2 separate regions of the Hordeum vulgare genome follow, and region 1 is linked to region 2. Evidence: chromatin contacts called from public Hi-C data. All regions are on one chromosome and are shown on one strand. Each heading gives the region's core, a stretch centred on a gene start, on an enhancer-like site or on the middle of the called end of the contact. The rest is flanking DNA. Distances are from core to core; before and after follow the strand shown.

The links. A called contact is a pair of places that touch in the nucleus more often than the background predicts.
Region 1: a contact with region 2 is called in a Hi-C map of leaf, with 2.7 times the contacts expected there. The contact joins the promoter of LOC123403420 here to the promoter of LOC123402843 in region 2. A contact is called at or near these places in 4 of 6 Hi-C or Micro-C datasets (leaf and seedling) and 1 of 1 datasets of contacts at active chromatin or transcription factors (embryo).

The regions. Positions count from the first base shown.
Region 1 is chr6H:495,204,828-495,211,591 of MorexV3_pseudomolecules_assembly, reverse strand. It overlaps LOC123403420, which reads right to left and starts at 5,148. Exons shown (of 3, transcript XM_045097356.1): 1 at 4,024-5,148; 2 at 3,782-3,933; 3 at 1-385. The coding sequence starts at 4,986. The coding sequence ends at 133.
Region 2 is chr6H:495,066,676-495,072,845 of MorexV3_pseudomolecules_assembly, reverse strand. LOC123402843 (pollen-specific protein C13) reads left to right here and starts at 3,913. Exons shown (of 2, transcript XM_045096799.1): 1 at 3,913-4,178. The coding sequence starts at 4,001.

The DNA of each region.
Region 1 (6,764 bases), core at 3,899-6,398, 140 kb before region 2:
TAGCAAATGCACAGACACAGAATGAGCTCTTCTTACTGGCCGTCACCGTACAGGTAACAAAGGGCATGTTTCTGTGCCAGGCACCGCCACCAAACGACTTACCCAGCAGGCCGGAGAGTTCGAAGCCGCAACCTAGAGGAAACCTTCGGTCCCGTAGCCAGCGCAAGCTTCCCTGTATAGCTGCATCGCCTCCTCCATCACCTTGGCTTGAGATAAAAGCTCGGCCCGCTTCTTACTCGAAGGATGAGTAGAGAGGTAGCTTTTCAGTACTGATTGATTGCCCGCGATTTGTCCTAGCTTCTCGTAGACCTTGGGAGCTATGCGTGGGTCGAAACCAGCAGAAGCTTGAAGCATGAGCCCTATGTGGTCTGCCTCTACCTCCATCCTGCAAACATGTTACATACATCATCACAAGGGGATTCTAACAAGAAATACCTGCATATGTTTGATAATGTGATAACAAGAAGTCAAGAATAACAACTGTATGAAACATAGGTCTTTTTTTTTGAGGTCGCACACAAACTAATTCTGTAAGGACTCTAATGACATACTCCCTCCGTTCCTAAATATAAGTCTTTAAAGAGTTTTCATTAGTGAACTACATACGGATGTATATAGACATACTTTAGAGTGTAGATTCATTCATTTTGTTCCGTATGTAGACTCATAATGAAATATCTTAAAAGACTTATATTTAGGAACGGAGGGAGTATATTGAATCTTATGTCATATTAGAGCAACCACATTTTATCTGACCAGTTGGCTCCATCTGAAAAACAGTAGTTGATTCCTTATGATGGACAAAAAGCCAGGGCCGGCCCTACAAATAAATCTCACTAGACTTAAAACAACTTATGGAAAACCAAAAAGGATTTAGATGAAAGTACCCTCACAAATCTTTTAATATTCAGATCATGAAGAACCATCCATCGTTAAAACAACTGGATAGAGTACAGCAGGGCAGGATTCATGTGGGGAAGGTGCTATAAAACTCACCGCCTAATCATATGAAATCTTATTGTATCGTTGAGGCAATGAAGGCTTAACATCAAGAAGTGAAACTGGGGTGGGGTTTTAGAAAATTTCATGTCCACAGAAAGCGGCATCAGTGGATCCTTTTTGGAAAGACATAGAGATACATTCAGCTATTCAATCATGCACCAGCTTTGGCTGCAAGTGGACTACTTGATGCGGCAGATGGTGGCTGGTGATGCATCGCTCTGGCGTAGACCGCTACACAGGGAGCAAGTGGCAACGTATGCCAGCGCTGGCACTCCCCCAACGAATGCTACACCAGTTCCAATCAGGCCCTGCCTTTCACCCGCCGACTCTCTAGGCACATGGGTGCGAGGTACGTCGGCCTGGGCAGTCCTGGAGCTGCAATCGTCCCTGGAGCTGTCTGGAAATGGCGGTGACACTGCCCTGTTGCTCCGAGTTTCGACACCGTGGCTTGAGGCAAGGCTGGGCGAGGCTTGATGTCGTTGCGTGTCTGTAGTTGAGGGCACCTCCTTACCTATTTGTAGTCACTTGGTGAGGACGGTCGTGTGTGTGTGTGTCCCTACTTTCTGGAGGTTGTACCCCCGATGTCTTCTTGTTCAATGAAATGAAACGTAAATTCTTTTGCGTTTTCTCGAAAAACAAGGAGTGAAGAGTAAAGACCAAGATTAAGTGTGGCAGATCAGATTGCCAAGATGGATCAGTAGCTAGTCCACGTTTCAGTCACTTGTCCTCTCATTTCAAGGAAACTGATGGATACAGCTTTGGATAGCTAAACATCCTAGCTCCTTTGATGCATCATTTCAGATGCACTAGGCAGAAGCACTGAATGTCTGCACTTGGTGGCTTTGCTTGGCAGAAGGCGCAAGGAAATTTTGGCCAGGTCATACATCAATCCATTCAAAGATCAAAGGGAAGCTTTGATCACAGAAAGCTTGTACCGAAACGGCTCAACAGCTAAGCAACACTAGTTAGTCCATTATAAAGTTGAGCGTGTATCTGAAAAGATATTTTTTTCTGGAAATTGCCGTACAGAGTATTTTATTTTCGAACCAAGTCTTTCTTAAAGGTATCCAAACAGACATAACTACTTTCCCCTTGAATAGTTTGGGGAAAAAATATTTTTTTTCTTACTTATGTGTTAAATTTCCCAATTTAGTCAGGACTCGGAAGTTCAAGTTTCCCCATCACTGAAGATCCTAACTGACCAGTGACCACTGCTTCATACTCGAAAAACAAGCACTTGTGAAGGGGACTGATTTTACTGCAAATCAGAAGTACAAACTTACCACCTTAGATACTAAACCTTGTATATCTCCAATATATACCACCCCACTGTCAGGTACCTGACGAGTCTATTTCTTCAGCAAGCATCAATTCTCTTCAGATAACGATTCATGGCTTATCAGACGGCCATCATCGCTCGTTCTTCGGTGTAGTCGCTCGACGGTCCAGATGGCACGAATACTGTTTATTTTCCAATTGTCGTAGTTACTGTAACGAGTAATCACCATTGGGTTAAACCTCTGCCTATAAATACAGCCGGGCTGTGGCTGGGTGAGGATTACGTTTATTTTCTTCTCTATTCTGCCGAAATGGCTAGAACAATTATATAGATAATATACTGGGCCTCTTAGATCGGCCAGATCCCCAAAATTCCTCTCCAAATCTGTGATCTATAAACCCTAAATCTTAGTTACGATCCACAGGGATCCAACACCATCCTCACAATTCACACATATGTTGTAAAACGATTCTTACACATGAAAAATTGGTGGACAATAGAATAGTCACGCACAATGCATTGGTGATGGAATTCTAGTAGTTGTACAAGAAGGGGCATCATCCTAGTCAACTTTGGTAGGATTTGTAAGAGATGTACAAGGGGGATATCATACTATCATTCCAGTCAATTTGGTGTTTGGGGGATCAATTCCATGCAGATCCAGAATTTAGTACGAAAGAGTACATGACATATGCTATTGCAAATCTGATTTCGTCTACTTTCTAAGAACCTGCGTGAATAGCTAATAAGTCCATCAAAAAGTAAGAGAACAGATAACTAGATGTCTCTCCGAGGTCCAATGCCCTGATGGGGATAAGAATTATCAATAATAATCTCATCTGTAGGGCAATCAAGAGTCATGTGTTTTATAACTAGAATTGTCACCGCTATTAGTTAAGTCTGTAGCAAAATTAAATGGTACTAGATGATACCCCGCACAACATTGCGGGTTTTGCAATATAATTCAGTGTGATTTGGTTGCATGGAACATGAATATTGGGAGTAATAATATGAGAAATAAACTGAAAATACATATGATTTATTGGAGTAATAATATGAGAAATAAAATGAAAATACATATGATTTATTGTGTTTGATCATTGTGTGGTTGCACAATGTTTATTAAGTATAGTTTATCAAGTATAGATAGAACAATGTAAAAAAATTATCATGCATGTTTGTATGTTGATATGAGCTTTTTCCTATGCATGGTTTATCACTTTACCTAGATAGGTTCTCACTGGTCTGTGGTACATTAAGCTGAAATAACAGGTTGGCTCAGAATAGTATAGAATGGCCCCCATGGAGGCACTTGAAGCAGGAGTCATATCATAACTTATACCAAAACGAGATAACTAGACAAATCAAGCCCATTGGTGCCAATTTATTGGCTTTTGCCAGATCTGGTAGCATCTCATTTCAGTCATATATGCAACTTATCACGTGTAGAATGTAAATAACCATGATTCTACGAACAATATGAAATGCAGAAATGAATACCTTCGTGAGAAGGGCAATCTGAGGAGTAATGTCGACATTGCATTAATTAGGTCTGGCATGTAAATAAACTGTAGGACGACAAGCTGCAGGATAGTGAACCACATGCCCTTGGTGATCATCTCTGGCAAGTGCCTCGCGATAGCGTGCCCAATCTAAAACATAGAGGTACCAATATCAGTTCCAATGCACTGTACAACCAACCAAAAGTAGATACGAGCCCATAACCAAATTAGTAAACCCACCTCATGCGAAAGCACTGTCGCAATCTCAGCATCTGTCTTGAAATGGTCGAGCAATCCAGTGAAGACTACAATCTTACCACCGGGCAAGCACATTGCATTGATGAGCTTATCTCTGACGACGATGACCTCCCAATTGAGCTCATTGAGGTGCTTCGTCTGTGGTTGCGCTCCGCGTGCCTTCCCCCGTCTCCGGCTCTCGGCGACCCACCTGTCATCGAGAAGCTCGTCGTCTCCCTGAGCCGCAGCCGCTGTGCGCGTGGTCTTGCCAGGCGAGACCCGGTGCATCACGTCCTCGGCATCCATGTCGCGGGCCTTGACGGCGATGTCGGAGGAGATGTCGCCGTAGGAGGCGTCATCGGAGTCGTCGCTGCGGCGGTCGGCGAGGCCGCGGTGGAGGGCGCGGACGATGTCGGAGGCGATGAGGCGGACGCGGACGCTGTCGGGGTGGAGCGGGGGCAGGATCTTGGGGGCGAGCTCCTTCTTGAGATCGGCGAACTGGGACTCGCCGAGCTGGCGCTCGAGCTGGGGCGAGACAAGGACGAAGTGGGTGCGGTTGGTGTAGGGCACGGTCTCGAGGTTGCCGAAGTAGACGACGACGGTCGCGCCGCCGGCGAGGAGGACCACCGCGGCGACCTTCCGCCTGTCGTGGTACCACCGCGCCCCGCCGCGGCGGCGCGCGAAGTGGATGACCTCCGGGCGGCGCGAGGAGGTGAAGTAGTGCCGGGGAGGCGGCACCTGCGGCTGCGCCGGCGGGGGCCGGAAGAGGGCGGCGGGCTCGTGGCGGAGGGGCCCCCGGCTGAAGGACTGAATGAACCCTGGGCGGCGCGGGGCGGCGTGGTAGTGCCGAGCGGCCGTTCCCCGCGCCACCGGCGGTGGCGGGGGCGGGGCCTGCGGCCGGCCGGCGGCGGGTTTGTGGCGGAGGAGACGGGAGAGGGCGGAGCGCGAGTTCTTGAGGGAGTTCATGTCGTTTTAATTTTTCGCTTCTTTTGCGTGGGATTTTCGGGAGTTGGTTTGATCGTGCAGCGTAGAAGCGAGGAGGATTTGGGGGTTCTGCTGCCTTCTGGAAGTCTCCAGATGGCGAAGTGGGAAGAGCGGTGGGCGGTGTGGCCAAATCGTGTCGTGTCGCCGCTCGGTGACCGGAGTGCTCTTCTCCACTGGTCCAGTAAGCCCATTGCCGTGGATCGCTTCTGGGTGAAGGCAGATCGGAAAATGTTCATTTTAAATCTTGAACTGATAGTTCTTCAATGAATCGAACCTTAAATTGGAAATTTCTGTTGTTTATATCCTAAACTTTTAAATCCCAGTCTAAATCAAATCTTGATAGCGTTTTAGAGGTAAACACATTGACGTGGCCAGGATTTTTTTATGTCTGATGGGCCAGGTTGCGTTATAACCACAACGCGTGGTGAGAGATGAGGCCACATCAAAGTATATGGGGATTTTGAAGTGGGAGGAGTAGGGTTAGGGGCGACGGCGGCGGATCTTGAGCGGCGCGGCGGCGGAGCACATTGCGCAGGACGGCAGCTGATCTATTCAGGGGAATGTCGTGGTCATCGGGTTATTCTGTTGTTGCTGCTCCTGGCTTCCTTCGAGCCGCAGGAAGGAGAGGCGAGGAGTCGAGGTCGCCGGTGCCCTACAGGGAGAGCTTGATGGCTTACGAGCCGGCGAAGCTTTGCTGGTGCAATCCTCGTCAGAAGGCACCAAGATGGATCTCCTCGAGCATTCCGAACCCAGGCAGGAGGTACTACGTGTGCGTCGATGCCATGGTGAGTTTGATTTTGATATTGTTTCTCTTCATTTGTTATCCTCCCCACTGATTCATTTCTGTTACTACAAATGTGTTCGGGAACGTTGCATGGAAAACAAAAAAAATTCTACGCACACGAAGACCTATCATGGTGATGTTCATCTACCAGAGGGAGATCGGTCCACATATCCTTGTAGATCGCTAAGCGGGAAGCGTTAAGAAACGCGGTTGATGTAGTGGTACAACTTCGTGATTCAAATCATCGTCGTTCCACGATCCGTCCCGATCTAGTACCGAATGGACGGCACCTCCGCGTTCAGCACACGTACAGCTCGATGACGATCTCCGCCTTCTTAATCCAGCAAGAGAGACGGGGAAGTAGATGAGTTCTCCGGCAGCGTGACAGAGCGCCAATGATGGTGATGATCTATTCCTGATGGGCTCCGTCCGAGCTCCGCAGAAATCCGATCTAGAGGAAGAACTATGAGGTATAGGTTTGGGTTGCACGTGGCAAAGTTGTGTCTCAAAACCCCTAAAACCTCTAGTATATATAGGAGGAGGGGAGGGCTAGCCTTAGGGCTCAAGGGAGCCCTAGGGCACCGGTTGAAGTGGAGAGGAGGACTCCAACTCCAATTCGGTTTGGGGAAGGAGGAGTCCTCATCTCCCTTCCCACCTCCCTCTTTTTTATTCTTTTCTTTTGGTTTTCTTCTTCTAGCGACATAGCCCACTTGGGCTGGCCTCACTAGCCCACTAAGGGCTGGCGCGCCATCCTAGGACTATTGAACTCACTCCCGGGTGGGTGGGCCCCTCCCGGTAAAGATCCGGAACCCATTCGTCACTCTCGGTACACTACCGGTAATGCCCGAAATCTTTCCGGAGACCAAGTGAAAACATCATATATATCAATCTTCGTTTCCGGACCATTCCGGAAACCCTCGTGACGTCCGTGATCTCATCCGGGACTCTGAACAACCTTCGTTCACCAACACCTATA
Region 2 (6,170 bases), core at 2,664-5,163:
GCTCCCCACGGATGCGCCGCCATCCGTCATCCTTGTCCTTGGCGGTGAGGTTGGTCGCGACCGCCTGCTTGAACACGAGGTCTTCAAGCTCCTTGTCGTGGCGGCGGCCCTCCGTCTCCTCGCGCAAGCTCCGTTCGGATATGGCGGTCGCGACCGCGTCGACATCGTCGCCGACGTAATCTTCGGGTCCGACAACGCCTCGACGCGCGATCTCCTTCGGCTCCTGCTTGACGGTGACAAGCTCGCGGTCCTCCGGCTCATCCGCCCACTCCCTCTTCACGGGGAGAAGGGCCGCGCTAGACGCTCCACCCCCCCCCCCCCCCCCCCGCGAAGGAAGAGCCCGCGGTCGAGGAGGACGTTCGCTCGTCCCGCGATCATACTCCTCCATCTCACGACGGAGGAGGCTTGATTGCGGCTCGAGGCCTTGGTTCGTCCATCTCCGCCTCGTGTGCTTCCTCGCGCCGTCCGCGCGAACGCACAGCTCGTGCTCGGGGTCGTCGTCCCGGCCGGAGCTGCGACCGGAGCTCCACATACGGCCCACATGGCGTTTGGAGGCGGAAGAGGCCTCACCGGCGACGAGAAACGCAAGGGGGTGAGTGAGGAATCGCGTTGAAACGCGACAACGGGGGGATAGGGTTTCGACCCGTATCTGCCCTGCAAACCCGTAAATATACGACTTTTGGGGTGAGGTTTGCGGGTCGTGGTAAAAAAAATTACGGACCGGGCAAGTATACGGGCTATGTTCTAGCCAGAAAATTGGGCCGATCTTGTATTCTCGTCGAAATTATGTGGGTTCGTGCATTGTACAGGGTGTGCTAGAGATGTTCTTAGCAGGAGACAGATGCTAGGAAAAAGGTGTGGTTCAATGCAAAAAAACTAAAAAGTTTGAGTGAAAAGTAAACATGCATATGTATCGAATCTTTATTTATTTTTATGAGGCCCAGTAATGCTCGCTTGCATTGTAGCGAAAGAATTAATGTAGGTGTCTCAATTAATTTTTTATCATAAAACATGTGTATCTATACGTCATCATTATGCATGGCCAATTAGATCCGTGGATAGAACCCCTTAGCTCAGCTCTCGGATAGTATCCAAACTGGTGGTGTTCGGTTAAGAAGATATATAACATTGTACAGTAGGTTGGAGCATCTCTAGCCGATTCAAAAAGAAAAAATGATAAGAGAAGTAAAATTTTGGTTTTAGGGTCTTAAACATGACCTAGCCGATCCCTTATCTCCTTTAGAGGAATAAAATCTTTGCTCCTTTCATGGGGCCCCTTCATATTTACTTGACCGCCGTTTCTTAGGAAACAAATTCCTCTCCCCCGTGGTCGCCTCTTCCTCGACCACATCTACTCTTGCGCGACCGTCCTTGCCTTTGTCAGACACCACACGTCACTGTAGTCGCTTTGTAGCATCCGTCGCTCCTCCTTTCACTTTGATTTGGTCAACGTACGTCCCCATGTTGTCTGATTCGACACATCTACACGAGTCGTCGTCATCGCAAGATTTGACGCACCTACGCCTCGATGACGTCGTATTTCATCGAGTTCGTCATAAAAACCAAATCGCGCAGCCACACAGAGTTCACTGTGTTGCCTTGCGGTATGTCTTTCCCCTCTCGCCGCTTGGATCGTCGTCCAACCATCGACACATCCTCGTTGGTCGGTAGGCCATGCTCGGCCCTCGCATAGCAACTCATCGGTGTGCGTCTACCGATCATCAAGTGTGATGACCTCTAGCGGTTGGTGATGCGCCGGGTCTCAAAGATGATAGAACATCCCAGATTGATCAAGAGAGGTCTATTGGGTGTTGGTGCACTAGCAGGGGATGCGTCGGGTCTCGAAAGACGGTATAACTTCCTTGACTGCTCCTACTCGAAAGGAATCTTGTAACTTTTGATTTTTGGAAGAAGAATACATTCGAATTTAGGAAGAAGAATACATTGATAATTAATAAAGAGATATCTATTGGATGTTGGTACCCTAGTTTCTAGAGATGAGATTGAAGAGGGCGTAATGTGCAAGTTTAAGAAGGCATATAAGACACGTGTGCAAGCTAGAGAAGACAACAAAGAAAAGCAATAAGGAGATGGAGAAAACACTGATTGAACATGTAGGAGTAGTCAAGGAAGTTGTGTTTCTACAAAGGTTGTAGTTTTCCATGTCGTTTTCTTTGGATCAGTGCTCGTAGTGACGAACCGGTGAAGTATGTGCCTAAGAGCACCTCGAGTTGAAGATGCAAAAGTGGGTGATATATAATTTACATCATAAAAAATGCTTTTTTATATCATCAAAAAAGTTTATCAAACAGATTATGTATATTTGATGATGTAAAATTAGTGCTTCAATAAATGATGCATATTTGAAGATATAAAATGGTCGCCCTCCAGCCATGGTACAACTGTACTCTTTCGAATCAAAATCATCATACAGACATATAAATGAGCAATATTTTTCATATTTAACATGAACTCAACTTCGGTAGCAAACATAGTTCATAATCCAACAAATGAAAATGCATCATATCAGTCAAAGTTCTTGGTTTAACAAATTAAAATGCACATAAAGATAACATTCAACATAGCATCTCAACCTTCATCCTATTTGTTGTCACTTCTCACATTGTGGAGGAGAGGGGCCCATGCCCGGTGGCATCGGATTGGCCGAAGCAGCCGCGACCACCATCGTCTTCTTCGCCACCCAAGATGGAGCCATGGAGGGGTTGCATGTCGCCACCATTGGGTTTGGCCACTGCTTATTCGTTGGCGGTGGACGGGTTCCCGCAGTGGCAGCCAACTAGGATGATGCGGAACCGGCGTGGCGGGATGGGGTGTCATGGCGGCAGAGGCGGGGTCGGGGAAGATTGTAGCCGACGGCGGCCACGACGAGGTGGGCCAGGCCGAACATGTAAAAATACTATTATTTATACATCCACATCATCTATTGAAGATGCTTTAAGATGTCGTTGATGAAGTATTGAACGCTAAGCTTTAAATCCATGGTCTCAAAAGATATCAATTTGTGTTAAAAAATTAACGAGTCACAAGTAAGTTTTAAGGGTTTGGCTTGGAACCTTTCTTCCGGGTCACGCTGCTGAGAATTTTTTCCTCTTTTTCATGTTAGTCTTTTCTATCGAGTATATAGAAAAAGAAAAGGGCGACGCTATGCGTCGACCGACGGATCTTTCTAAAAGATGCACCGCTTGGACAGTCGTTTGACCTGATGTTATCTTTCCTCATCATTGCAACAAAGTCATTTTTGTAAAGTTCTTCTTTGCAACAGACCATATGTTGCGAAAAGATTTGCAACAGAGGTTCTATTACAGAACTATTATTTTTCCGTTTTAACTTTTTTGCAACATTGATGTTGTTACTGATGTTGCAGAATATTTTTTGATTTTAACTTTTTTGCAACATGGATGTTATTGCGAAAAGATTTGTATAACAGAGATGATGTTGCATAAAAAATAGTAAGCTGACAGAGGTACACGTTGTGCGTGAATTGAGTCAAGAGAATCGGTGCCGTGACTCCCGATCCGATCTAAATGGAAGACCGGAAAGTATCGCAACATTTAGCATATTGCAATCAGGTGTCATAAAACACCTACTCCCTCCGTCTCAAAATTCTTGTCTTAAGTTTGTCTAGGAATGTATGAATCTAAATATTAAAACTTAATTAAAGACATTCATATCTAGACAAATCTAAGACAACTTTTTGAGACAGAGTGAGTATTATGTTACACTAAAACTATGTATTATGTGGGCGTCCGTCAGTTGATTTTAATCATTTTTCGAAAAAAAAAGCAAAGCAACGAGACCCCCCTAGATTCTCTGGAGCCTCCCCTCACCGTGCGGTGCGCGGATCCCCAACGCCCACGACAACGGCCCCACGCGACCATTATTCCCCGCACTCCACTCTCTCCGCAATCTCAACCCTCCACTCCACTCCACTCCACTCTGCCGCTCTCGCTCTCGCTCACTCCCCAACCCGCCGCTGGCAATGGCGTCCCTCCGCGCCTCCCTCCTGCTCGCGGCCGTGCTGTGCGCGCTCGCGGCGTCGTCCGCCACCGCGTCCCGCGGCCTCCACTTGCACCCTACCCAGTTCGTCGTGCGCGGCCGCGTCTGGTGCGACACCTGCCGCGCCGGATTCGAGACCCCGGCGTCCACCTTCATCGCTGGTACGTACGCCGCATCGGCGGCCTCTTCACTTCTCTCTCGATCCGTTGCGGTTGCGTCGGTTTCGCAGGAGCGCGCCCCTCTCGGCCTCCCCCCGTCGTTTCACTTTCCCCTCGTCTTCTTCCTGCTCATTTTCCTTTCTCAAATGCGTTTGTTTACCCATGAATGTTACCTGATAGGAGTAGCGAGTAGCAACTATACGACGGGAATGTGAAAAAAATAAGCTGATTTCTCTTCGTTTCCCCTGCGATCTGATTTAGTAGATGCCGAAATGGCAAGTGGTTGGTTCACGCCGGTTGTGCTTGGATGCATGGTTTTTGGAATCCCCAGTACCGAGTAAGATACTGTGTATACTGGGTTGCAGACTGCGTTCATATCATGTGCTAGATCTAATATCATAGGATCTCTGGTCATGGTTGATGGTTTCATTTATCGCATGGTTCATACTCGGAACAGTATAAACAGACATTGGTGGATAGTGGTGTCTGGATCTCATCCTACCGCTCTCTGTTAAATGACAATACAGAACACAAACCTCTTTCTAAACCGAATATAGTCGAATTACAGATGGGTTGCTTGGTGTTTGATATCTGAAGTAAGTTGGCAGACAAATGATAAAGTGGACTCCCACAATGCACACACAACACGCCGGGGCATGCAGGCACGTTCCCTGCACACTAGGAAAAATAATACAGGCTCAGTATCAAAACAACACATTCATCTGAACTGCAGAGAGATTGTATCATTAATGAACACAAATGTATATTCTCTAGTTTTTCACCAAGAAAAAGGTTATTCTTGACACCAGATAGTACAAGGTGATATACAGATAAGTATCCAGACTTCAATCTTTATAAAGACTAGACTGAACCTGCTATGAAATGAGAGCGCTCAGACTTAACATGATTTGGTTATTTAGCTAGTCTGCAGGTGGCAACGACCAATTTAATTCTGGTACAAGTTGGATTTTTAGACAGATAGCTAGTGTTAATTATGTTTCGCTTTATGTACAAAATCCTTTGTGGATTGGATTGATTACAAATACAGCTCACCTATCATTACCCGCTCTATTAATTGTACGTTCAAGAACATTCTGTGAACATACCTACTGTTTTCATGGAACCCGTACAGGCACTTTCCTATGTCAATAGAAATATAACTTTTGTAGTACTGTTCTTGTATGCATTGATTATCTTTGTACAAAGTTTGTTGTTTTGTGATTTTGTGCAATTGGATTCTTTGCTTGATAAAATTGCTAGTGGTCGAATCACAATGTATCTTATGTGTTTGGCTACTAAGTATCTTTGTGCTGTCAGGCTCAATGATTTCACCAGTTTTGCCCTAAAAAAACAGAAGACTTCACCGGTTTATCTGCTTGTACTTCTATTGTGATATACATACAATTTGATTTTTTCCGGCATGGGCAATTTAGGACATATTTGAACTTCAATTTGTGCATCTTAACTGAATATTTCCCATCCATTTTAAATTTGTCGTTAACAAACAAAATACTGTAAGAAATGGAACACAACAAACTGGAGTTACTTATAAGGCATGCCAAAATGCAAAACAGTCTGGAATGAAGTGGCATGCATGTCACAACGAAGAAATATGTTCAGAATTCAAGTTAAACCTCAGTTACTCCCTCCATTGCAAAATACTTGAAGTTCTAGGTTTGTCCTAAGTCAAACTTCTTAATGTTTGACCTAGTTTATAGAAAAATGTACCAACATCTACAGCACCAAATTAGCTTCATTATCATAATATATTTTCATACTGTATATGTTTGATTTTGTTGATATTAGCATTTTTTTATAAGGTTGGAAAATGTTTGACTTAGGAGAAACCTATAACTTCAAGTATTTTGGAACAGAGGGAGTATCATATACTATCCAGATTTTGGACGAGTAGAAAATGTTTGACTTAGGAGAAACCTATAACTTCAAGTATTTTGGAACAGAGGGAGTATCATATACTATCCAGATTTTGGACGA